Linked DNA regions of Zea mays: region 1 is linked to region 2. Evidence: chromatin contacts called from public Hi-C data. All regions are on one chromosome and are shown on one strand. The core of a region is the stretch at or near the end of the contact, and the rest is flanking DNA. Distances in the headings are between cores, read along the strand shown. Region 1 has its middle 12 kb from the start of LOC100192508. Region 2 holds the start of LOC100281703.

Region 1 (5,533 bases), core at 853-3,352, 570 kb after region 2:
CTGGCAAAATTGGTTTGACTAAATTTGGTCGAATAAAACTGAAGTTATGAATTTTACAAGCTCTGTTTGTATTTAAATTAGAAATATTAAAAAGGTTTTCTGGAAAACTGGTTTACACCGAGGACCCTGGGCGTTTTCTAAACCAATCTTTTAACTTATACCCCTGCGCTACTATTCATTTGAGTCGCTGACATTTCAAAAACTCCCCTGACTTCTATTCCTTCTTCCCCGAGGTCCCTCCCCCCTTTTGAACAGTACCCGCGAAAGGAAAAAGGGCGGCGCGGCTTACCGGCGGTGAGGGAGGTCCGGTGAAGGGTGGGGTTGGCTTCGAGAGGTCCTTGCGGTCACAACGAGGTATGGCTCGACGACGGTGATGGCCGGAATCGACCGGTCCACATGCGCAGGCAGGCGAGCTCATCGGCGGCGGTTGCTCCGGCCTATCCACAGCGATACAGGTCAATCCAAGGGCATGGGGAGCTTCACGGGGTGCCAATGAGTCGACCCGTGCAAGGAATCGAAGAATAACTCACCGTGGAGCTCGGTCTACGTTCGTCGGCGGTCGGGTGAAGTCCGGTGAACTTAATCTGGCGTCTTCGGCGAGGCAAAGCTCGATCCCTCGCTCTGGGGGGCTTCACCGAGGCACGTAGAGTCTCTCTCGAGGGTTGGACGGGGTTGGGAATGGCTCTACTGGCCGGTCTACGGCGGCGAGTGCTCGGGCGGCCGGTGCCACGTCGTGTACAGGGCAACTCCGGCGATCTCTTGCTCCGGTGAGGTCGAGAGCACGCGGGGGCATACGACTGAAGCCCTGGCTGGCTTTATAGGCGCGGGCGCGGGCAGGGGACACGGGCGTGGCTTGGCGCGGCGCGGGGCGCGCGGGGTCGGGTGCTGGGCGTGCTCTGGCGCGTTCAGGGCGCGTCGAACACGTGGAGGTGTTCTTCTGCCCATGTTCAAAAGCTTGCCGAGATCGCAAACGTGCGAATCTTGGCAAAAATCCGGTGCAGGCCTCCTCCTGGCACCTAGGTCTGTCTCTTGTATGTGAGTTCCAATGGCAGATATGCCCTAGGTAGGGAGATTTGCGGATGCCAAATCTGGCTTGTCTCCCAGTCCACTCCGCGACAAAAGTGATGCCAAATCAAGTCAAACGAATTTGGCTCGTGTTCAAATTTTTCCAGTGGGTCTCTTAGGTGGTTTGGCACCTTTTTGGTATTTAGACCAAGTGGTTTTGGCGTCATTTACTAAGTGAACACATCTTATCTTTAGATTAGGGTTAAATTTTGACTTAGAGAAGATTAGAGAGCTCTAGTGTGCTCTCTACTTAAGGAGTGGATTTGGGGTCTTTAAGGGGTCTTTTTGTAATGTTTCCCCTCTGCATTTTGTAGGTTATAATGTTACTTAAACTTTGGTTAAGGATTAAAATCAAGATTTGGCAACTTGATTAACTTATCCACTGATCCCTTGCTTGGAAGTTTAGTGCCCTTAGGGGTCTTAGGGTTTTAACCTACTTGGCTCAAGATGACAATTGTTCAAAATGTTTGGGTAAAGCTTTTGTCATTATCATTTCTTAGCTAACCCATGTTTTCAAGGTTTTAGGTGCTCCTTCTCCTCTAATTAACCACATGTGATAACAAGTCATCAGTGCCTATATGAAGCTGGTGCCTGGGTAACACTTGAGGTGTTACATCTGGATCCGTTACAAATCGTTTCCCGAGCTAATTCCGTGGCTTTAGATAACAAATCTTGCAAAAAAACTCGAAACCCTAACTGATTCTGCGCACGTGCGGACCGTCCGCGCCACTATCGTGGACCGTTCGAACCGCGGACCGTCTGGCCCCACAGCTCTTTTGTGTGCTCAACAGATAGATTATATAATGTTATAGATTATAGATTCACTCTATTCTATAGCGCAAAATAGTGTCACGACGATATGCAGTTAAGCATGTACGAGCCGCGCAAAGCCGATTTGAGCTTCCTTGAACGCAAGCCTGTTCCATGCATCCGCCCAAATTCTGTCTGGCCCGTTCACCATTTCTCGTTCAGAGTTGAGACATCAGAGAAGGGCCACAGCACAGAGAGAGTCAGTCTAAAAAAGGCATAGAGAGCCTCCCTGCCAGTGCCGGACTGCCAGTGTACTGTGACTGCGAGGGATCACCTCCGACTCCGACTCAGATCCAACCCCGACCGATGCGAGCGCCGGCGATGCACCGCTGGGCCGCGGCGGCGCTCGCAGCGTTCCTCGTTGCCTTGCCGGCTGCCGCCTTCTACCTCCCTGGCGTGGCGCCCAATGACTTCCACAAAGTCAGTTCCCTTCACTCATTCCCATCTTCCTCGTAACGTAATGGTTCTCCCCACCCTTTCTCGTTGGATCTCGACGGCCAGATCCATAGTTTGGTGTCTATCGAGTTGGATGCGAGCGGTGGTGTTTGGGATCTCAGGGTTCTGCAGCTCTCGCTCGCTCCCTTACTCTTCTCTTACTAGTCTTGTGTCGTTTCGGGTGGCACACGCTGTTCACTCACCTAACATGATAATACGTTGGCGCTTCTGTGCGCACTGGTGTAATCTGACGAATTGCGTGCCTGTCGTTTCATTTCTGCACGGTGCTGCTTAGTGCTAATGACGTACCACCACTTCAGTTGCTCCCTGACATTTGATCGGGGTGCACATGGAATTCTTCACCACTGGCATTCACTTTTGGCTAGGTCCCTTGCTTCAAATCTCAATGACGAGGCAACAACTTTTCCCCCTATAAATAACTGAAAACTATAGTTGATCTAGTGTCTGTATTCGTGTACTTGAAACTTTAAATAAGAAAATTGTGCGGTGAGTATGCCAGAGTCTGTGCCCAGATGTGTTTAAAATCTGCAGATCACACAACAGTCTGCACCCAGATACACTCAAATCTGTACTCACTCGTATTCAAGATATGCAGTTTTTCAAATTTTTGTACATACAGTAAATGCTCCACTTGATCTCAGAAGGTGAATTTCATATGTTTCATTGTATACATGATACTTATAGTTCGAACTTGGCAGCTGCAGGTGATGTTTTCTTTAACAATAAGCCATTGTATACCAAACCATTTTTTTCACTTCTGTTTCCATTGTTCCTTGTTGCCTGGTGTAACATGTGGATCTACACTTGTGTGTTACCGTCATGGCGACAACTAATATGCAACCAGGCATTATGTGCAAGCGTGCAAGTGAGCATTCTGTTTCGTTAGATCATGATCCAACTGTAGATATAAATGTGGTTTGTTAGAGGTTTTTTTATAAATCTACGTGAGCTGGTGGTGGAAGAGTTAGTGTTAAATGTAACATATGGTTGAGTCGTGATCTAACGGACCAGAATGCTCACTTGCACATAAGGCCTGATTGCACAATAGTCATTGCCGTACAGTCATATGTTTCTCATGCATCATGCTAATTAATTCACTTCTGCTTCTGATGATGAATTGATGACAACCCATTATTTTAATATCCTTAAGTATGTATGTGTGCTAGTAGTTATGTTTAGAGAAACAAATGTAAAATGGTGTGTGTGTTTCAATCTTTTGAGCTATGGGGAAAATGATTTATCCTTCTTATGATGTTTTGCATTTCCTTCTTAACTTGTAGCCTTTTATTTACTGAAATATGTTTTGCATGTTCTCTAACTGGTTCATAGATAATTTTCTGCAGAAAGATCCACTTTTGGTGAAGGTGAATAAGCTGACATCAACAAAGACACAACTTCCCTACTCGTATTACTCTCTTCCTTTTTGCAAGCCAAACATGATAGTTGACAGTGCAGAGAATCTTGGAGAAGTTCTGCGTGGTGATCGCATTGAGAACTCTCCTTATGTGGTCAGTACTAGATTACTGCTAGTCACATATTCACCTTTGTAATTTGTAATGTATTAAATCACTGAGCTGTTATCTACTTTGTTGTTTCTCGTTTGTGCTATAGTTTGAGATGGGGGAGCCCAAGATGTGCCAGATTATTTGCAAAACAAAAATTGATGATAAACAAACAAAGGAGCTCAAGGAAAAGATAGAGGATGAGTATCGGGTGAACATGTAAGGATTTTATACGTGGCACTGTAATTTTGATTGCATGAAAAAGGCTGTAGTTACATGATGAATTTTCTTCACAGGATTCTTGACAACCTCCCACTAGTTGTTTCTATTGCAAGGCAGGATAGGGGTGCTACTGTTTACCAGGCTGGGTGTCAAGGGCCAATATGCTGGTGTAAGTTCGTGTGCTCAGCTGGTGTTTTACTTTTAACAGTGTGTAGGTCTCCTTTTTTTTTCTCTTGAGAGGGTGTAGCTATCTTATTATAAAATATATATGTTACAGAACAAGGATGAGAAATCCTTTATCCACAACCACTTGACATTTTTAGTGAAATACCACAAGGATGAAACTACAGATCTCTCTAGAATTGTTGGATTTGAGGTCAAGCCATTCAGGTTTGTTTTAGTTATGTTTGCCATATTTATTGGTATGATGTCTTTTACACGCTGACACTATCTTGTTCACTCACTTATACACCTTCGTTAAATTTCTTGTGCCAGTATCAACCACCAGTTTGAAGGGCCGTGGAATGATAAAACCACTCGTTTAATCACATGTGACCCTCATGCCAGCAAGCTTGTGGTAAACTCAGATACTCCTCAGGAGGTTGAAGCTGGAAAGGAAATCATATTTACCTATGATGTGGGCTTCGAGGTGATATTTCTCACATCTGCTTCTCTTTTTGTGCTCTAACTCCTGTCCTTAATACTCCCTCTGATTCTTAATGTAGGCCCTTTAGGAGACTGACATGGCCTTAAATAGGGGTGAAAACGGGTAGGGTACCCGAAACGGGTACCGGATACGGGTACTGATTCGGGACCATTTTTCGGATACGGATACGGGTATTTTTATATTCGGGACGGATACGGGTAATACCCGGATAGTACAGCTTCGGATTCGGGTCGGATACGGAGCGAGTACTACCCGGTAAATACCCGGATATTCGGGTCGGATACGGGTACCCGGAATTCGGGTACCCGTTTTTTCTTTTTCTGCATAATAATATAGTTATAAAATCATAACTTTTACATATGAAATCGGATGAAGATAAATTTTATATGAAAATTGTAGAGCTCGAAGAGATCTATAACTTTGTAGTACAACACATTTTTGTTTAAACATATCTTTAGGCCAAAATCATTGAAATAATGTTTAAATTTATATCAAAATAATAAACTTTATCATTTTCATGTGGGGACTTAAGATTCTATCCATGTGGGAACTTAGGATTATCTTTTTATAAACTATTTATTAATATTGGTAACTTATTTGCAATTTCCGGTCGACGCTACAATATTTTTATGAATTTAATTATATTTTAATGATTTTCTACAACAAGAAATTAATAATACACCAAATAGTCTAAAAAATTCATGAATTTTTACGGGGACACAACATATATCCACATATAGTTCTCAAAAACATTTGGACTATAAAATCCACAAGATGTTGGTGTTTCTTCCATTCCGCTCCCATTTATTGC
Region 2 (5,155 bases), core at 290-2,789:
TGTGCATTAGATGAATCTAGTATTAGTTTAGCCACTTGACAATATATTTGCTGCATTACTTCAGAGTCTAGATACCCAGGGAGATATCGGAAAAGAATCCTAGAATATGGAGCAGATTCTTGTACAAACTCAAAGAGTTTCAAGGGTTTACTGTAATAGAGGACAATGAAACTATAAAGTAGTGCATAAACATGTATAACAAGGTTGTACCACATGCTTTGTCCTACACTCCTGTCAATCCATGTGCATATTATTTATGGGAAACAAACAATTAGAATACACTTACCCCTGTTCTCTGTTGATTCAGGCCTCCACTTGTAACAATCATCAAATAGCGCTCTGGTTGGGTAGTAATATTTGAGTCTACACAATTTTGAAACAAAAACTGCTTCAGGTAAAATTTAACAAAAGATGCAGTCAAAACTATTTCCCGAATCTCAAAAGCATTAATTACAACTAAACACCTAGCATTTGTAGCCTTGTAGAACTGTGGAACAAATAAAATTGTCCAATGCAGTTTCACCAAATTTCTACCAACAGTGGATTTTAAAAAGTTTGCCTACCAAGAAACCTGCTGCTTGAGTTGCTGCACCCATAAAATTTGCTAGCAAGCTTTGAACCCCAAAGGTCATCCCTGACGGCCGAACCATTCGTCTACATTTTAAAGTTGTAATAAACTCATCAATTATAAAAATAAAATTAAATTTCACATGCCTTAGGAAAGCAACCAAATCATGATGCAGGAACTCTGAAGATAAAGGGCATGCATATCGAAATAATTTTATGGCAACATAAATAAAATCCAGTTAAGCTCAAACATGTATTAGAGGAAGCGAATTTCACTCGTCTAGAACCAAAATAACAAGAAAAACCAATAGCTTGTCACAGTCTAATTTGCTGAAAAATGGCACATGATGTGGCACCCAATTCATTTACCTACAAATCAAAAGGGTAATCCAGAGTGTTGAACTCACAACTTTACTAATATAAACAGGATAAAGGCTAGTGAGATCTGCTGCACTCGGTCTAACCGGAAAAGGGCATACTTACCGGAGCACGGGAAATCTCGCGGCGCTCGAACTCCTCCATGCTACCGGCGCCGGAGCTGTTCAGCTGAGCGAGCGAGAGCATAAAGCAAGATAGGTTAGATCGAGAGATGTGAAGGGAAAAAAAAAGCAGAGGCGGCTAGGTTACTAGTGCGATGCGATACCAAGGTATGGGCCGAGCGGCGGCGGCGGGAGGAAGCGAGCACGGGGTGGTCTGCGAGCGGCGGCGGGGAGACGTAGAGCAGCGCGACGGCGGCGAGGAGGAAGAGCAGGAGCGCTGCCGCCGGCAGTGCGGCGCGGCGCGGGCAACGGTAGTTGCCGCTGCGCCGCCGTGACTGGACCATATCCCACGGCCAGAGGGCGAAGCTGCGAAGAAGCGCCGCGGCGACGGCGCTGGTGAGGTGGTCCTGGAGGCGGCGGTGGCGGCATGGGAGGCCGGCCCGCCTCTAGATCAGTAGATTTTTGAACTCTAGAGGAAAGGATGGTGGTACTACAGCATACATCACTGTACGGCGGGTGTGTAAACAAAAAAGTTAAAACACGGGTTCTCTGTTCGTCCTTTTTCCTTCGGAATCCAGAAAAAAAACATTTTGTTACGAGAACCTATCCATGATCAAATTATGCGCTTCTTTTGGGAACACCGAAACCGGACGGGCGGTCCACCGATAAAAAAACACGTCCAGCTGCCCGTTTGGAAGGGTTACGTACAGGTTTCCTTACACCACGTTTGATAGAGATAGGGCTCCACTTCTTGGATCGTCTTCGCCTCTGCTTAATCTGTGAACGCCCTCACCCACCACCATCACCTGCCTCAGTGCCGTCACCCGCAGTCATCCGCACGCTACCCCGCCTAGCACATCACTGAGCACCACAACATCTCGAAGCATCACGCCACATCTTGGAGAATCTTATAGATCCACGCTCAACGCCGTATCTGGGGTGGGGAAGGTGCGGCCGCACCAGGCCCCAAAAAACGGAGGGACACCTAGCCAATAGAAGCTAGCACTTTTTTCTATTAAATCTATCTATTCTAGACATAAATATGTAAAGACCGATTGCGCTATCGACCAGTCTCATTTAGATTATTAAGTTAATGTCTCAATTACTTATCGAATACTCTATCTGTTTCAAAATAGTATTTTGTTTTAACTCTTGATTTTTATGTTTATATTCAACTAGATGATGATGAATTCACTAAAGAAGCAAAACAAATTTTATTTTGATATAGAGATAGTACTATTTACTATACATATGATGATTGCATCGGCAGAGAGGAGCTTTTAAAAATTGAAATATTTTTGTGAACTATTTATGGCCAACAATAACTCAAGAGATGTTAAATGGCTTGGTGATTCTATATATCGAAAAAAATTGTTGGATGAGATTGATCTCAATGATATAAACGATGACTTTGTATCATAAAATGTTAGAAGATATTATTAATGATATCAGATAACAAGTAAGTGTTTTTTTACTATATTTTACATTTGTTATCTTATAAACTTCAAAACAGTGCATAATAATTTTATACGTCAAATATTTGATAATATTTGTATAATTATATATATTTGTGTGTGGATGGGGTATCCATATCGGATTTCACACTAGGCCCCTGAAAAGTCAGGAACGGCCTTGTCCACACTTGGATGGATTGGATTCTACTCTTATCATCATCGCTCGTCTACTTCTCGTCCTAGATCCATACTCGGTGCCGCGCTCTGCAAGTGGAGAAGACCAACAACTAGCGGACGGTGAGTCCTTGTCCGTCTCGTTTCGTTTCTTGTTTTTTCTACCATCCCATATTCACACTCTTGTGTTTTTTTCTAGATTTTTCTAGTTTTATTCTCAGTTATTTTTTCACAAGGGATATAAACTAATCATATTATTTTTTTGTTTTATTTTTTCTTAGTGCTTCATGAGGAGGATGTTGTGACCAGGAGAAGCAGTTGATGTCTGACGTTGATAAGGCATATTCTGGCCTCTATAGTAGATAGGGCAACACTAGACTGTTTTCGAGAAGACCATGAAACCAACAAAATCCTCAAAAACTGACAAGTCCCAGAAGTAGACTTGCGCTCCAAACGGCAACCCGCAAAATCAGCATCACAGTAACCACACAAATACAGAACAGACCATGAGGAATACTACAAACCAAACTCAGGAGTGAAACGTAGGTACCTCATAATCCGCTTCACAACCTTTTGTGAGATGTGCGTGGGGAAGTCTAGAAACGAACGCACAGACACACTGCAAAGTGTATGTCCAGCCTCGTCACAGTCAAGTACATGAGAGAGTCAATCAAGATCATGTACTCCTTCTGGTCCACGGGTTCGTCGTCCTCATCAGTGTCAAGCGTCGATGAGGTGGACATAGGTGTTGAAAGAGGCTTGCCCTCGTCCATGTCAAACTTCTTCAGGACGTCCTTTGTATACTTGTCTTGATGCACAAAGGTGTCATTTTGGGTCTGCTTGATTTGCAGCCCAAGAAAGAAGTTCATCTCGCCCATCATGCTCATCTCAAATTCCCTGCTCATAAGATCTAAAAATCTAGACACAAGAGCATGAGAAGAACCACCAAAGATGATATCATCCACGTAAATCTGGACTAAGAGGGTGTCATTATCATGCTTGAGGAGAAAAAGAGTTTTGTCCACAGAGCCCATTTTAAAACCCTTCGAAAGTAGAAAAGATTTCAAACGCTCATACCAGGCTCTAGGGGCTTGTTTCAAACCATACAAAGCTTTTTGGAGTTTAAAGACATAGTTAGGAAACTTGCAACTCTAAAAACTAGGGGGTTGTCTCACATACACCTCTTCCTCTATATACCCATTTAAGAAGGCACTTTTGACATCCATTTGAAAAAGCTTGAAACCCTTTAAAGCAGCAAAGGCTAAAAGGATCCTAATGGCCTCTAAACGGGCAACAGGGGCATAGGTTTCCTCATAATCAATTCCCTCTTTTTGGCAATACACTTGGGCAACCAACCTCACCTTGTTTCTCACTACAAACCATCCTCACTCTATTTGTTTTTGAAAACCCATTTGGTATCGATGGGATGACAGTTAGAAGGAGGTGGCACCGAAACCCAAACCCGATTTCTTTCAAAAATTTCAAGCTCCTCATGCATGGATTAACCCAGTTAGGATCAGATAAAGCATGTCCAACATCTTGGGGCTCAAAAGTAGCAACAAAAGCTGAGTGAGCAAAATAAGAAATTTGTTGTGACCTGGAGCGAGTGACTCGCTCGTGAAGCACCCCAATCATCTGTTGAGGTGGGTGACGGTGTTGAATGTGCTATGGAGCCTCCCTTGAGGAAGTGACCTCCCCCTCAACAGTAGCCTCAACTCCTCTAGTCTCAGCAGGAGCTAGCTCGAGCGGGCCCCAGGTGGTGGAAGAAGTGGGGTCGGGTCCATCAGCCGAAGTAGTGGAAGCAGGTTTGCCTGGGGTAGCCAGTGGGGTCAGCTCAGGAGCAACCCAATCGACGTCGTCGTGCTCCTCCTCTACAAAGATGGTTTGTCCCATCTGATCTGGATCTGCAGGCTTAAAGACAAGAGATGGATAATGTGCAGTCTCATCGAATGTGACCTCACTAGTCTCCATAATGTGGTTACTCTCCAGGTTAAGGACATGATAAGCACGAGAATGTAATGCATAACCCAGAAAAACCCCATTAGAAGACCAACAACTTGTCCAAATTACCCTGTTTCAGCACAAAGCATCTGCAGCCAAACACCCTAAAATGGCTAACTTTGGGTGGTCGTGCAAATCGCAGCTCATAAGAAGTTTTGTTCAGAAAAACCCGAAGAAAGATGTGATTGGACACATGGTAAGCAATGTTGATCGCTTCGGCCCAAAAACACCTAGAAGTCTTATGCTCATCAAGCATCATCCTGGCTTTCTCAACAAGGGTCTGATTCTTGCGTTCAACAATGCCATTCTGTTGGGGCACATACGAAGTGGAAAACTGATGCTCGAGTCCTAAAGAAGCAAAAAAAAGGTTGCAAAACTGAGTATTTTTGAATTCTATGCCATTGTCACTGTGTATAGATCTCATGGCTTTCTTAGGAAACTCATTCTGTAACCGAAGAATCAAATCTCGAGCATGAGTAA

The links. Hi-C and Micro-C count contacts between places; a contact is called where the count stands out from the background.
Region 1: a Hi-C map of ear shows a contact between it and region 2, with 3 times the contacts expected there. The contact joins the enhancer-like site here to the promoter of LOC100281703 in region 2. A contact is called at or near these places in 3 of 25 Hi-C or Micro-C datasets (ear, endosperm and tassel).

The regions. Positions count from the first base shown.
Region 1 is chr4:92,620,484-92,626,016 of Zm-B73-REFERENCE-NAM-5.0, forward strand. It overlaps the pseudogene LOC103653512. Among protein-coding and RNA genes, the nearest start is that of LOC100192508, 12 kb to the right of the region's middle. Within about 2 kb of position 2,103, at least 16 of the 20 cell types and tissues checked have an H3K27ac peak or open chromatin away from gene starts, as enhancers often do. A contact at or near this core is called in ear, endosperm and tassel, where this site is marked.
Region 2 is chr4:92,047,273-92,052,427 of Zm-B73-REFERENCE-NAM-5.0, forward strand. LOC100281703 reads right to left here and starts at 1,540. Exons shown (of 9, transcript NM_001154623.2): 1 at 1,211-1,540; 2 at 1,051-1,113; 3 at 564-654; 4 at 287-363. The coding sequence starts at 1,390.